Regions from separate parts of the Mus musculus genome. Here region 2 is linked to region 1. Evidence: chromatin contacts called from public HiChIP or PLAC-seq data. All regions are on one chromosome and are shown on one strand. Each heading gives the region's core, a stretch centred on a gene start, on an enhancer-like site or on the middle of the called end of the contact. The rest is flanking DNA. Distances are from core to core; before and after follow the strand shown. Region 1 has its middle 470 kb from the start of Gm35251. Region 2 has its middle 130 kb from the start of Gm35251.

Region 1 (7,030 bases), core at 3,386-5,885:
GCTCTCTGATTGGCAGTTCAGTCTCTGTGGGCCCATTTAAACCCAGGTTAATTGATTATATTTTTCTTGTGGTATACTTGACCTCTCTGCCTCCTAAAGTCATTCCTCTCCCTCTTCAGCAGGAATCCCCAAAATCTGCCTAATTTTTGGTTGTGGGTGTCTGCATCTGTTTCAATAAGATGCTGGGTGAAATTTCTCTGATGACAAAGAGAACAGATTTATATTTTCCAACATTTTTCTAGATGCAATTTTTCAATATAGTACTCTTTCTATAATCTTAACCTATGAAAATAATTTCAGTGAATTATAAAGGCAATAGGATAAAATTTGTACTCTTTTTATTTTCTTACCATATGAAATAATTTCAGTGAATTATAAAGGTAATATGATAAAATCTGAACTTAAAATAAATCCTTGAGATTTCTTGGTGATGGATTGTACTTAACTACACAAAAAAATTAAGTAAAATAAAATTGGTGGTTAAACAATTATTTAGTAAATTGGCATTAATTAGGTTTGGATAAAGATATAAAGAATTAAAAAAAAGATTTCAGTAAGTATATAAAATTAAAAAAATCCAGGGAGACTGTAAGTAGAAGAATAGGAAGATGCACAGAATATCTATCATATAGATATATAATATTAATTTATTAAAAATGGCATAATTAAATCAATTATCTTGCCAGCACAGAGGTAGGATATGAGAACATACAATTTTGACACTTACTGATACAACTTTTTTGTCAAAGCTTTTGATGATGAAAGCTTACTAGCCTATGATTGCTACGGACAGTTCCAACAGAGATTTGCTTACTACAGAGACAATATTATTGTTGCTCTTAAAAGCACTGGTGAAAAAAGTATAAATGGAGTAAATAATTATTAATAAAGTAAATAATTAAGCAAGTGGAGGCATAGGGTATATTTCTGAACTGCACTACTGCACCTTTGGATCATTTTTTATGTGCCTTTTTTCCTTTAGATCTCAAGAACTAATGTGGATCGTGTATGGTGCTTGTTGTAAAATCAATTAGGTCTTTTCTAGATTTAATAAATTTGCATTTCAGATCCTTTCTTGTATACCCATGTACAGACCACTTTACTTTAGCTGCCTGTGAGTATGTGTTTTATGTGGCACATTGTTTACTAAATCTAATCCAAGCATTCATGGGAGGGTGCTGATACCTTATGTAGTTCTTCCCTTGCCAGAAAATTTTCTAATATCTCCATATTACTTATAGATTATCTAGTTAAAATGTACTTATTCATCCTATAGAATTCAATTTCGGTGCATACTACTGATAATGTTTTCTAACCTCTTGAAAATAGCTGAAATTCTTTGACAATTCTACTGGTTAAAAGTCATTTTTATTCTAGGCTTCATGTTATTTATATGTACCTTTGAATGTCTTTTTTTCCCACCAGACTGTAAGCTCTGAAGAGCAAGTGTAGTATAGAACTCATTTTGTAGATTTGGTACTTACACTAGAGAGCCTGGGTTACTGTAGACTCTCAACACTAATAGCATAAATAAAAAAGACAATGCCTTTAAGTCATCCAAACATCTGAAAACAGGCAAAGTACCTTATGACACATGACAAAGGTTCTTTCTTTGTTCTTTTTGCTTTTTCCCACTTGGTTGAAAGATTTATCTTTCCCCCTTTTATTGAAATAGACATTTTGCCTTCCTCAACTCGTCCCAGTTGCTCCCTACCTTCCAAACAGCTCTTGATCCATGCCCTTTCTGTTTTTCATTTATAAGCAAGAAATAACAACAAAACAAAACCAATTAACTATAACAAGATAAAACAAAAACCTTCACATCAAAGTTAGACTTGAAAACCCAACAGAAAGCAGACTCCAAGGAAAGGCACTAGAATCAGAGACCCACCTATCCTTAAACTCGGGAGTCCACTAAAGATACTAAATGGAAAGGAATAATAAATATACAGAGGACCTGATGTGGACATACGCATGCCCTGTGCTTGCTGCTTTAGTCTGTATAAGGTCATATGAGCTTTGATCAAATGATTTAGAGGGCCTTACTTTGGGTACCCTCCATTCTCTCTGGCTTTTGGACATTTTCTGCCTCTTCTCCCACGGAGTTCTCTGGGACATGACAGTTTGTTATTGTAGTTTTATGATTTCACTGAAGAACTCTCTTACCTTAAAACATTTCAACAATAGCACAACTAATTAATATCTATCTAACTTAGCAGATTATTAACGAATAGGCATAATACAGAAGCATTACTAAAATAATTCATTTTCTGCAGTTTATCAAACAAGTGTTAAGATAGACTGTTTTATGGTGAAGAAGGACTTTTGAGTTGTATTCTGAAGAAAAGATTTTGAACTAAGTCATTCCTGCCAATTTGCATGCTGCTAGAACATATCAAGCTAAGCGACTAGATTTATGACAGTTTGAGAAGAGGTAATAGGTTTAGTAGCTTCCTTGGATGATAAAGATGCCAACTACCTCTCTCAACATATTCAAAGAATTAAACACTGAAAAATAACAGCTATAGACTATTCTAAGTTGAAAAAATATAACAATTGAATCTAAAGAGTTTCTGTTGCAAAATATGTTCATTTTATAGTGAATAAAATTAGAGATTTTAATGTTTTTAGGATATAAAATGTTCAAATATATTCTTTAGGAGCATATAAAGAAAATATTAGAGTGGATATTTTGATCCTTCTTAGAAGGGGGAACAAAATACCCATGGAAGGAGTTACACGTTAGGTGCAGAGACTGAAGGATTAACCATCTAGAGACTACCCCACTTGAGGACCCATTCCATATACAGTCACCAAAACCAGACACGATTGTGGATGCTAACAAGATCCTGCTGACAGGAGCCTGATATAGCTGTCTCCTGAGAGGCTCTGCCAGTGTCTGACAAATACAGAAGTGGATGCTCACAGCCATTTATTGGACAGAGTACAGGCTCCCCAGTGAAGGAGCTAGAGAAAGTACCCAAGGAGCTGAAGGGGTTTGCAGCCCCATAGGAAGAACAACAATATGGACTAACCAGTACTTCCAAAGCTCCCAGGAACTAAACCACCAACCAAAGAAAACACATGGTGGCACTCATGGCTCTAGCTGCATACGTAGTGGAGGATGATCTAGTTGGTCATCAATGGGATAAGAAGCCCTTGGTCTTGTGAAGGTTCTGTGCCTCAGTATAGGGGAATGCCAGGGACAGGAAGCAGGAGTGGGTGGGTTGATGAACAGTGAGTGGGGAAGGGATAAGGGATTTTCAGAGGGAAAATGAGGAAAGGGGATAACATTTTAAATGTAAATAAAGAAAGAAAAAAATCTCATGTATATGCAAAAAAAGTAGAAAATAAAAATAAAGTATCTTAGGATTATTTTCAAACACTTAGGAAACAACAATGTAGAACTGTGAAGATATCATGTGCCTAAAATTCCTTAACTGCTCAGCCCATTCCAACACTCTCAGATGCCTTCTTCACACAGCCCTGTCTCATATTTCATTGCCATGCTTGCCAATCAGTTACAGTCTTTGGCCCCATGTCACTTTCATCCTATTGGATGACTGTCATGGGAGCTGCCCAATGGTGCGCTGCTAATGAGGCAGCTTAAAGAGCAGCTGGGGATGTGCAATTGCTGGATTAGGGTCAAGGCCAAGAGAGAAAATAGATGGGAGAGATACAGCCTGAATGACTGCCAATAAACAGGAGTTCTATTATCCTGCTAAAGCAGGACATTCATTACCATCTATTGCAACATAATTTGGGTTCAGTCAAGCTGTCTCCCTCTCCCTTTGGATTTACAATTCATAAACCACAAAGGGTCCAAAGGGTGCATTGTCCCTTGTAGCTATGTAACCCAGGGTGAGCGAGAAGCACGGCAGAAATGAATGAGCTATGCAGTCCCTAATGTGAGCACCATCAGGACTGACACCTTGGAACTGTGACATAAGGTGCAGGCATCATGCCAAAATTGTTTTACATCTCTCTGGTGCCAGTGTGCTCATTAAGCAAAAACAAAGTAAAAATACCTTGTTTGTTCTTTCGAAAATTAGAGTGTGGTCCTTATAGCCAGTATCTTCATGATAGTTTCCTCTTGTCACTGGTGAGGTGGCTGCATGAAAACAAGAATGGTTTGTTGATGCTTCATCATGCAAACTTATATGTGTATATGTGAATGTATGTATGTATGGCTGGGTGGATTATATAATATATAAATGTATATGCATTTCACGATTTTCTCAGTCTCAGAGAATAATCTCTATATTTTTAGTAGTTTTATATTGTTCTATGTATAAATACTATTATGAAGAAAATGTTCTCATGTCTTTTTTTTTCTTATATAAGAGTGGATTCCTCTAAATAGTGTAAATGTGTCTCTTCATTTTTCTTTGTGCCTCTACTGATCTTTTTCAATTACATCCCCTATTATCATTTGGATTCAGTGCTAAAGTCCACCTGCCACATGAACTAATGGGACTATAGTGGTATTGTCTATGTTCTGTAATTAGTTTAAAAGGCAAATGAGCTTGGTGAAAGAAGCAAGTTCTGTAATTCAGAGCAAATTAACCAATGCACAGTGAAGACAATAAATCACTGTAGTAAAGTGAAAGGAAGGAAATGTAAAACTCTCCTGTTTCAATTGGATTGGGAATGGAAAATCCTAGAGGACATCCTCACACTCTCACTACTGGGTCAGATCTACAAGTCCAGGGGAGAGGACTTGAAAGCCACAGTAGACATGTTCTTTTTACTCTTATGACTTGAACATATAAGGCACACATAATTTGCAGATTTGGACTTGCGTCATTCATCCACACAGGTTTATTTGCTTATTGAGATTTTATTCTTAAGTCGGTGTAAGTGTCAAATTTACTACAAATCATATCTTAATCTCCACATATGCTTTATGGAAAATTTATCTTATTGTTCCCAAGTTATAAAGTTTTGAATTGAAATTTTCACAAGTGTAGGTATTTCAAATGGTCCCTCCAAACAACACTTAGTAATAGTTGAAAACATCTGCATCTGATTCTTCCTATCACTTTATAAATATGTTATAAATATTAAAAACACACATCATTCTGTTTAACCAATAAAGACAGTTTCTTCTTGGTGAAGTCAGGACATTTATTTTTATTATGGCTTTCAACTTTGTAATAGTGTAATTTTTACTGGAATTTTGAAGTCCAATAACTGAAATTATGTTTAAATATATGAATATTATTTATAGTTTGTAGATATAGTTTGTAGGTAGAAAGTGTAGATTTTTTTCCATTTAAGATAATGTGAATCATGTCATCAATAAAATGTCTATGTCCCACACTAAAATATGTTGCATTGTATTTTCATTTTATAGCCTTCCTTAATTAATGTATTATCTAGGGGATATATATGCCAGCTATTTTATTCAAACCTGCAGTGTTTTATTTTAATAAAACATTAATGAAATACATGATTGGGAGTAACAACTTAGTCATAACATATTAGAACTACTGAGGTTTTGTTTTTCAGATTTTTAATGACTCCTTTTCTGAGGTTAATTTTTTTTATCCCCATTTTTTTCCAAAATAAATTCTTACATTAGATTATGGTTAATTTTTACTTTAAGAAACATAAAATCTAAGAAATAACATTGGAGGTATATCCTTACAAAATTTTTGTCTAGGATATTGAATAGAAATAGAAAAGCAGAGAAATAGGAGAGAGAAAGAACAGAGAGAGGGAAGAGAGGAAGAGTTTAGAAAGTTCATTCTTCGATTCTGTCAAGAGGATATTACCTTGTTGGGATGAAAGAAGTGATTGATACAGAGCAAAGGAAGTTGAAGGTAGAAGCTGGGTCTTTTTGTGACTGTCCATCTAGACAAGAACAAGGAGAAGGCTCAGGTACTCTGAGTAATTTCAACACAAAAACCACATTTGCTTGTGATGCTGGATCTTTCCTGGAACAAAACATTTTATTGACTACCTCCCACAGGTTGCAAGAAACTAGAGATGATTATAATTTGGTGATGATAATGTAATGATATTGGAGAATATATACATATATTTTTTATTGTATGTTATTTTATGTTAAAAGTAGCCTCCCACCAGGCAGTGATGGCACATGCCTTTAATCCCAGCACTTGGGAGGCAGAGGCAGGCAGATTTCTGAGTTCGAGGCCAGCCTGATCTACAGAGTGAGTTCCAGGACAGCCAGGATTACAGAGAAACCATGTCTCAAAAACAAAACAAAACAAAACAAAACAAAACAAAACAAAACAAAACAAACAAACAAAAAAACCCAACAACAAAAGAAGCCTCCCATTTGATCACTATCACATAGCTCTTCTAAGAGGAAAATATTTTCCTATTTTTATCACACAGAAAACTAATATTTAAAGAGGATTTAAGTGATTTGCCCAATATCACTCAGCTATTAAGCTATGGAGTCGACATTCAAATCTGCCAGTCTGGCTCCATGACCCTTAACTGCTGATCTAGACCAACAGGGAAGGGAGCAGCAGTAGAGCTCCACTAAGTATGGCACCTCTGCTAGAGAATGACTTCAACAGCAAGAGAGAATTGGTTTTTTGGAATGAAGCCCTCTGGGATAAGAACAATTGGAAACTTTGAAATAAAAGTCATGATGGTCACTAACAGAAGCAGGTTTTAAGAGTGTAATCTGGTCATCAGTTACATTTTCCAACTTAGCTTTTAGGAGCCTCTATGGATTTGTGCATAATTTGCACATTTACTGATGTAGAATTTTTTTTTTTAATGGTAGGATATTTGAGTTTATAACCCCACTTCTGAGTTATTCACTGTAAATTTCTCAGCAATATACAAGTTCCATTTTGTGTAATCTAGAGCCTCTTTTGTATAGCTTACAGCTACAAATCACATATTTTCTATAAAAATATAACACTGTTATGATTTAGATTTTATTGGGTAGATCTAGACAGTGTGTGTTTACGCACATTTAAGCATATACTAACCACTATTCTCCCCCTCTTCACCCTTCTATGGTATACTATTATTTGTAGGTAAGAGA
Region 2 (7,030 bases), core at 1,658-4,157, 330 kb after region 1:
CATGGATTTATTCTTTCTTCTATTGTTTGGATAGAATAGAGATATAGACATATTCTGAACCACAGGTCTGCTATATTTAAAAGCTTAGAATAAAAAAATATAACAGCCCTCTTCAATCTAACCATGTTTCTAAATTATATTACGTAATAAGATCTTAAACATGTTTACTAAATAGTATGTAGGTATAGAAAGAAGTCATGGGAAGACCCTACAAGATCTTCAGTGGTTGTATTATAGTTTCATATATTACTTTGAGAATGTACATATTTACTTTTATGTAAGAATTAAATAATTGACCTGTTAATATACAACTAAATTAGATTATTAAACCTTGATGTCTTATTATTGATTTCTTACACAAAACGTAGACACTTTATCAAAAATTGGAAAGAAAACAAACCAGGGAAATATAGAGGCTTGACATTAGGGACTTGGTTTGTTCTGTATTGATTTGGTTAACTACTCTCCTACTAAATGATCCTTTCCTGTCTTGTGGAAACCTAATTCTAATAGTCATGTGAAGTTCTACCTCTGTGTCCCTTTCTCTATTTAATCTCTTTTTTTCCCCTATGGGAACTAGTCATATTGATCAGGACATAATAGATAATCGTATCTACTAAATTTTTACTCTTTATGTTAATTATAAAGCAAGCTGCTTTCTTCAGAGGAGGAATGTTATGTAAGAAGTTGAAAGAAACTCAGCTACTCAAAGTCACTCTCCCCTTCTTACAACTGGGTCCCCAGGTTCTCTGCAATAGCTTACTATGCTTTAGCATCTTTACTGGAAAGCAAAGATACTGGGATCCTGAAGTGTCAATCTCATCACCAGCTTTTCAAAGTTTCCAGACTCAAAAGTGGTCCTAACAGATTTTCAAGGCCGGGAGACCTGTTGTCATAGCACAGCTGACTAAAGGGAAGAGGTGTGTCTGAAACTAGGGCAGTTTCAGCAAGGCCTGATACAAACTGATATCATTTGATACCTGTTGCAGGGGTGGTTATTTGTCTGTTTGTTTCTCTAGCATCTGACAACAGCCCTGCTAGACAAAGTTCTCCAAGCTGGGAGAATATACAGTCTCAATGTGTGTAATCTTAGTCACTTGTACCCAGCCATAGCAGTCAGTATGCTCTGCACATGAGATTGTCAATTCACAAGTTCCATCATCAGATTCTCGTTGATCATCAAGTGGTACAAATTTTCTTGCATGCCTCAGAGTGGTAGGTTGCTCATTTCAATCGCACTGGAAGACAGGACTGTGAAAAGGTGCCCCCAAATAGTGAACAGTCTCTGGTAGACTCTACAAACCAGCAACTTCAGTCTGGACATTGGAGAAGTTTATAGAAACCCTACATAGGTCTTCCAGGTATGGCTTTCCTGGGTTCCACAGCAGCCAGTGCCTCCGAATTTCATCTGTTCTTGATCATATGCCATAACCCTACCTTCCAACAATTCAATTTAAATGTAGTAAAAGTGTGGAATTCAGTTGTTGGAAGTGTAACACTTGGTTGGATGTCAAAATATTCTAGGGAATCCTAAAATCCTGCTTATTTTCCATAGTTGGAATTAAGTAGTGATGCTCCCAGCTGCAGCCCTCTCTATGAGATGCACATGAAGTAGATCCTTAGACACTGTAGAAACTGTTCACAAGATGCACATATCCACCTCATCCAGTCTCAATTAGTTGACCTAGTTGAGTACACATGACAAGGGAAATAGGTGAAATGAGTTAATTTAAATGTTCCTAAGCCCTTCCAATGATCACTTGGTTGCAGTGATGGTTCTTCTCCAAAGTATACCCTTCAATGTATGTGGAATGCAGTCTTCTAGTGTACAAGAAGATATGGAGTTTATAATCCTATCCATGCAACTATAGACTTTTAAAGTCCAATTTACAAGGTATTTTTACATCATACCTTATAGTATGGTACTAATTCTATTTTGCATAAAAGTGTACAATGCATAAAATTACATCTTTAGACTGCACATTCAAAGCTTTTAACAGGTTATACACCACAAAGCCAGACTTTGAGAGATTGTTGCTGTCCAGGGTATTAAGACAGATAATCATCTCAGCTACCCTATCACACAGATACTTTCTAAAGGCAAACATAAGGATAAGTGGGGAAAGGATTCCTGCTGGATCTGTAATAAAAATGTATTTATGGGACACTATAATAGGTAACATTGTACTTATTATGGGGCCTTTAATTTATACTACTAAAACATTTTATACTCCAGCTTCATTATATAATACAGACATTTATTGCTAAACAATGAACAAACTGCATGTGTAAATTTGCTTACTGATAAATCTATGTTTCTCTGGTTCATTGTAAAAGAGAAAAATGCAGAGGGATGAGGGTTTTTTTTAAAGCTTATCTTAAAATGAATTAAAAATATAGATTCAAAAGGTGAAAGACAATAGAAGGCAGAAATGCAAGAGGGTGATAGTTTTGTGTATAGCTTGATGGAAGAAGAAAGGAAGGAAGAAATAAACCAAAGACAAAGAGATATTTTCATGCAAGGAAAACATAAAAATTTTAGGCATGAAATTAAAGGTGAAATACCTTTGCTATAAACAATATAGCCTTGCCAATTGTGCTGAGTGAGAATTGGGTGGGATTGATTGTGCCAAAATTAGATAAAACACTAGCTAAACAAAGCGCTTCTGGCATCCTGAGGCAGGAGCCAGAAAGTACAAAAAAAAAAAGATCAGCTCAATGGCACTCAGCCATTAGATACCAATGAAGCTAATCCACACTGCGAACTTCTGAGCAGAGTAGATTTTCCTTGTTGTCTGTTCTCACAGATAATCATTAATTTTAAGTGCAGCCTGTGCAGGTGCAGAGAGAGTCCCTACTGTTCTGACATTGTGTTGGAGTATTTCCAGACTTGCAAGCTGGTCTAGTCCTTGAGTCCCTTCCACTTCGCTGCCTCTCAAATTCACTTACACCTACAGCCAGCCAGTTAGGGGCAGATCAGTTTTCCTGGAATCCAAGGAGTTTCATTTTTCTAAAAGTATGCAGCTAAAATTCCATAAATCTATTCAACAAGTGACAGTAGAAACATCATGTAACTATCTGTGAAACAGGCATGATTGACACTCTTCGGATTAACTGATCACTCCTCTGGACTAGATTTCTAATATTTTTATGCTGAAGGGCATGTAAGATGTGTGCTTTGTGCTCTAAAGTGATAGGAATTCTGCTTCACTCAGATCCAAACTTTGAGTATTTTTCTCCTCCTTCTGCATTCTACAGATATTTAAACACGGAGTTACATTCTTTGAAGTGAAAACTTGAGGAACGGTAGCTACAATTAGCCCTCTGAGTTGAAGACATTTGTGTCTTGAATTTTAATTCCAATTATACAGCTTGCAAGCAAATGCCGGATGGACCTGTTTTCCTCTCTATTTAGAGAAGGGAGGAGGGAAGGGGACATTGCACATGGCATCATTGGAGGAAAGCCAAGTGGCAGAGTGTTGGGGAAGAACTGGCAGCCATACCATCTGAGAGATCAAACTGGCGACAACTTTCAATGCATTTCAAAAACAAGATGTAGTATAGGATGACAAGGACAAACTTTCCAGCAAACATCCTGAAAACCATTTTTCTCCCTCCCCTTACATGCAATTATCACTCCAGCTTCTCGCTTTCTAAATATTCCAATTTGATTTCCGCTGTGTAGCTATTTTGCTATAAATGTCAAAAAAAAAATCTTAAAGGATTTGTTTTTTTCTAATCTTGGAAGATACTTCAAGATTTTTGTGGGATTTTTGTTTGTTGGTTTGTTTGTTTGTTTTGCTTTGCTTTGCTTTTTTAGAAAAGAGGGATCTAACAAACAAAGGGAATTTGGAGGTAACATGTTAAAAATGGAAAATATCAGAAGTAATCATTACTAAAGAAGAATGCCCTGGCAATGGAAATGCTTTGCTTGCTACTATGCCCAAATCAAGATCAGGACAACTTGAACATAATGGCCCTTTTTATGTGACAATCTTGGAACATGTCCAAGGCAGTCATCTCCTTAGTCTCTAAACTATCACCACACTAGAGAGAAGTACAGTCTATCAAAGCTCCATTTTCCAGATAGTAAATTCTCAATGCAAGAGATTTAAGTCTTACTTAATGGTCCAGAAGCAAAAAAAAAAAAAAAAAAAAAAAAAAAAAGGTGGGTGGTATTTTGAAATGTGTAAGCCTAGATGGCTGTATATGGCTCTATTCATTTATGCTCATATTCTGTTGGGTATGGGGAAGACACAGTAACTTGCCCAAGAGAAAACTGTTGTTGAGGAAACGTACCTGGTTATTAGAGGATAAAGGGCTGTGGACAAACATGGCTCTAGGAAGAAAGAGCTCAACTTCATTCAGGTATACATCCAGTATAATCTGTCTCTGGCCATAAGCATTTTACTTTGATACAGTGAGAAACAGATTATGAACAACTCTCCACAGAATGAATAGAAAACTGGAGTTACTGGCAGTTGAGGTTGATAAATCTGATCAGTGGAGGAAAGGAATAATCCTGACTTTGGTTACAATGTCCTCTAGCCTGGCTTGGTTAGTACTGAAACTGCTTATTCTGATACTCTCCCATGGTGTTCTTTGCAATCACTCAGAAAAATAAATAAATAAAAGGAATTATTCCACCATCATTGTGTCTCAACACTTAAATAAATCAAATTAGAACAATGGCTACTTTACAAATATTTTCTATATTATATGCTAAAATGTATGTTTTGAGTCATATAGCAATCACTATCAAATTAACTGAAAGCATTCTTCAAAAGAACAAGTTACAATGGTATGAGCATTTGGATGCTGATTATGGGGTGGATCCCTGGATATGGCAGTCTCTACATGGTCCATCCTTTCATCTCAGCTCCAAACTTTGTCTCTGTAACTCCTTCCATGGGTGTTTTGTTCCCACTTCTAAGGAGGGGCATAGTATCCACACTTCAGTCTTCATTCTTCTTGAGTTTCATGTGTTTAGCAAATTGTATCTTATATCTTGGGTATCCTAGGTTTTGGGCTAATATCCACTTATCAGTGAGTACATATTGTGTGAGTTCCTTTGTGAATGTGTTACCTCACTTAGGATGATGCCCTTTAGGTCCATCCATTTGGCTAGGAATTTCATAAATTCATTCTTTTTAATAGCTGAGTAGTACTCCATTCGCTGACACCATTGCATACACTAGCAAGATTTTATCGAAAGGACCCAGATGTAGCTGTCTCTTGTGAGACTATGCCAGGGCCTAGCAAACACAGAAGTGGATGCTCACAGTCAGCTAATGGATGGATCACAGGGCTCCCAATGGAGGAGATAAAGTACCCAATGAGCTAAAGGGATCTGCAACCCTATAGGTGGAACAACATTATGAACTAACCAGTACCCCGGAGCTCTTGACTCTAGCTGCATATGTATCAAAAGATGGCCTAGTCGGCCCACTGGAAAGAGAGGCCCATTGGACAAGCAAACTTTATATGCCCCAGTACAGGGGAACGCCAGGGCCAAAAAGGGGGAGTGGGTGTATAGGGGATTGGGGGTGGGTGGGTATGGGGGACTTTTGGTATAGCATTGGAAATATAAATGAGCTAAATACCTAATAAAAATGGAAAAAAAAAGAACGAGTTACAATAGGGGCCTCTCCTAGAAATTTACAAATCAAGACCAAACCTAAAAAATATTTTGAGAGACGACTTTTGTGACTTCAAGTTAACTTTTACTCACTCTAGTTGGGCTCCCACACTGATGATCAATAAATCTTTACAAAAGTGAGGGAATAACTTATTGTAGCTTCAGTGACCCCAAAGTCCCTGTCATAGGGCCCTGGCATACAGTGCAAACAGTTAAAGCGAGGGAACTTTGTGGAGGTTAGGGTCTAATGGGAAGCTGGTCATTGAGGTACTGCATGTGAGGGATATGGTCATTTCCCCTTCCTCTCTTTGTTTCTCAAATCCCATGCAGTGAACAAGCATCTTCTACTACTGCTGTGCTCTCATATACAGTACCATTACAAAGAAAAGCAAAGAGACAAAAAAAAAAAAAAACCCACTGGCTACTTCATAAGATTTAGCTTAGTAGAAGCAACACTAGTAAACTACAATATTAGCAATAACTAGCAACCATCATTGTTATCCATAAGCAAAATACATGTTCTAAATAAAGAAATTCTCACATCTTCTATGGGATAGAGACTATGATTAATGTAAGAAATTAGGCCAAGACAGGTCTCATAATCTGCCAAACACACAGGACTGTTCCTTCACTATTATTACTGTCAGTAATATTCCTTCTTAATTCTTATATCAGAAGTATCAGTCGCTTTATAAGCAAATTGCCTTATGAATAATAAAATTGCTTATGAAGCCTTATGTTCAATCTCCTGTACTGTGAATAAATTAATTCACCAATTAATAATTTATATTACTAGTTACTTTTAAATTCATGTGCTTTGATGATCTGGCCTTTTCCCCCCCAATACTTGGAATTAAACCTATGATCTTACACACTCTATACATGCACTCCACCATATATTATATCTCTAGACCTTTTTTCACTCTTGCTTTGATGAAGGATCTAATTAAGTTGTGTAAGCTGACCTTGAACTCACTGTTGTTTAGAGTGGCCTTGATATTGAGTTTTCTCCAGCCTCTTTAGTAGCTGGGATTATGGACCTATGCCACACACCCAGATTGGCATGCTGTACTCATTGTTTCATTGTTTTTGTTTGGTGAGATTTTTATGGTAAGTGGGCTGTTGTAACTATTCTCAAAAGAAGAGGATACCTAACATTTCTATTTCAAAAATATACTAAGAACAAATTCTATATATTAGAGCCTTCAAAATAATTGAATGGAGTAAACATTTATAGTCCCATTTTACAGAGTAGGCATAGATATCTTCATTTCTTGAAAAGTTTGCTATCAAATGTCTTTAAATTAAGCATTGGTTGGATTATAATGCCCTAGAAATTAAACCCATTCAAACCTTTAGAAACACATATTCATTCAATATTTATAATATATT

The links. HiChIP or PLAC-seq counts read pairs in DNA pulled down with a chosen protein or histone mark.
Region 2: a contact with region 1 is called in an H3K4me3 HiChIP or PLAC-seq map of neural progenitor cells, with 25 times the contacts expected there. The contact joins two enhancer-like sites. A contact is called at or near these places in 1 of 39 promoter capture datasets (hippocampal neurons), 1 of 484 Hi-C or Micro-C datasets (cerebellum) and 3 of 115 datasets of contacts at active chromatin or transcription factors (astrocytes, neural progenitor cells and stem cell-derived neural progenitor cells).

What each region holds. Positions count from the first base shown.
Region 1 is chr5:85,236,031-85,243,060 of GRCm38.p6, forward strand. No RefSeq gene overlaps it. Among named protein-coding and RNA genes, the nearest start is that of Gm35251, 470 kb to the right of the region's middle. Within about 2 kb of position 4,636, at least 31 of the 459 cell types and tissues checked have an H3K27ac peak or open chromatin away from gene starts, as enhancers often do. A contact at or near this core is called in astrocytes and neural progenitor cells, where this site is marked.
Region 2 is chr5:85,568,739-85,575,768 of GRCm38.p6, forward strand. No RefSeq gene overlaps it. Among named protein-coding and RNA genes, the nearest start is that of Gm35251, 130 kb to the right of the region's middle. Within about 2 kb of position 2,908, at least 27 of the 459 cell types and tissues checked have an H3K27ac peak or open chromatin away from gene starts, as enhancers often do. A contact at or near this core is called in astrocytes and neural progenitor cells, where this site is marked.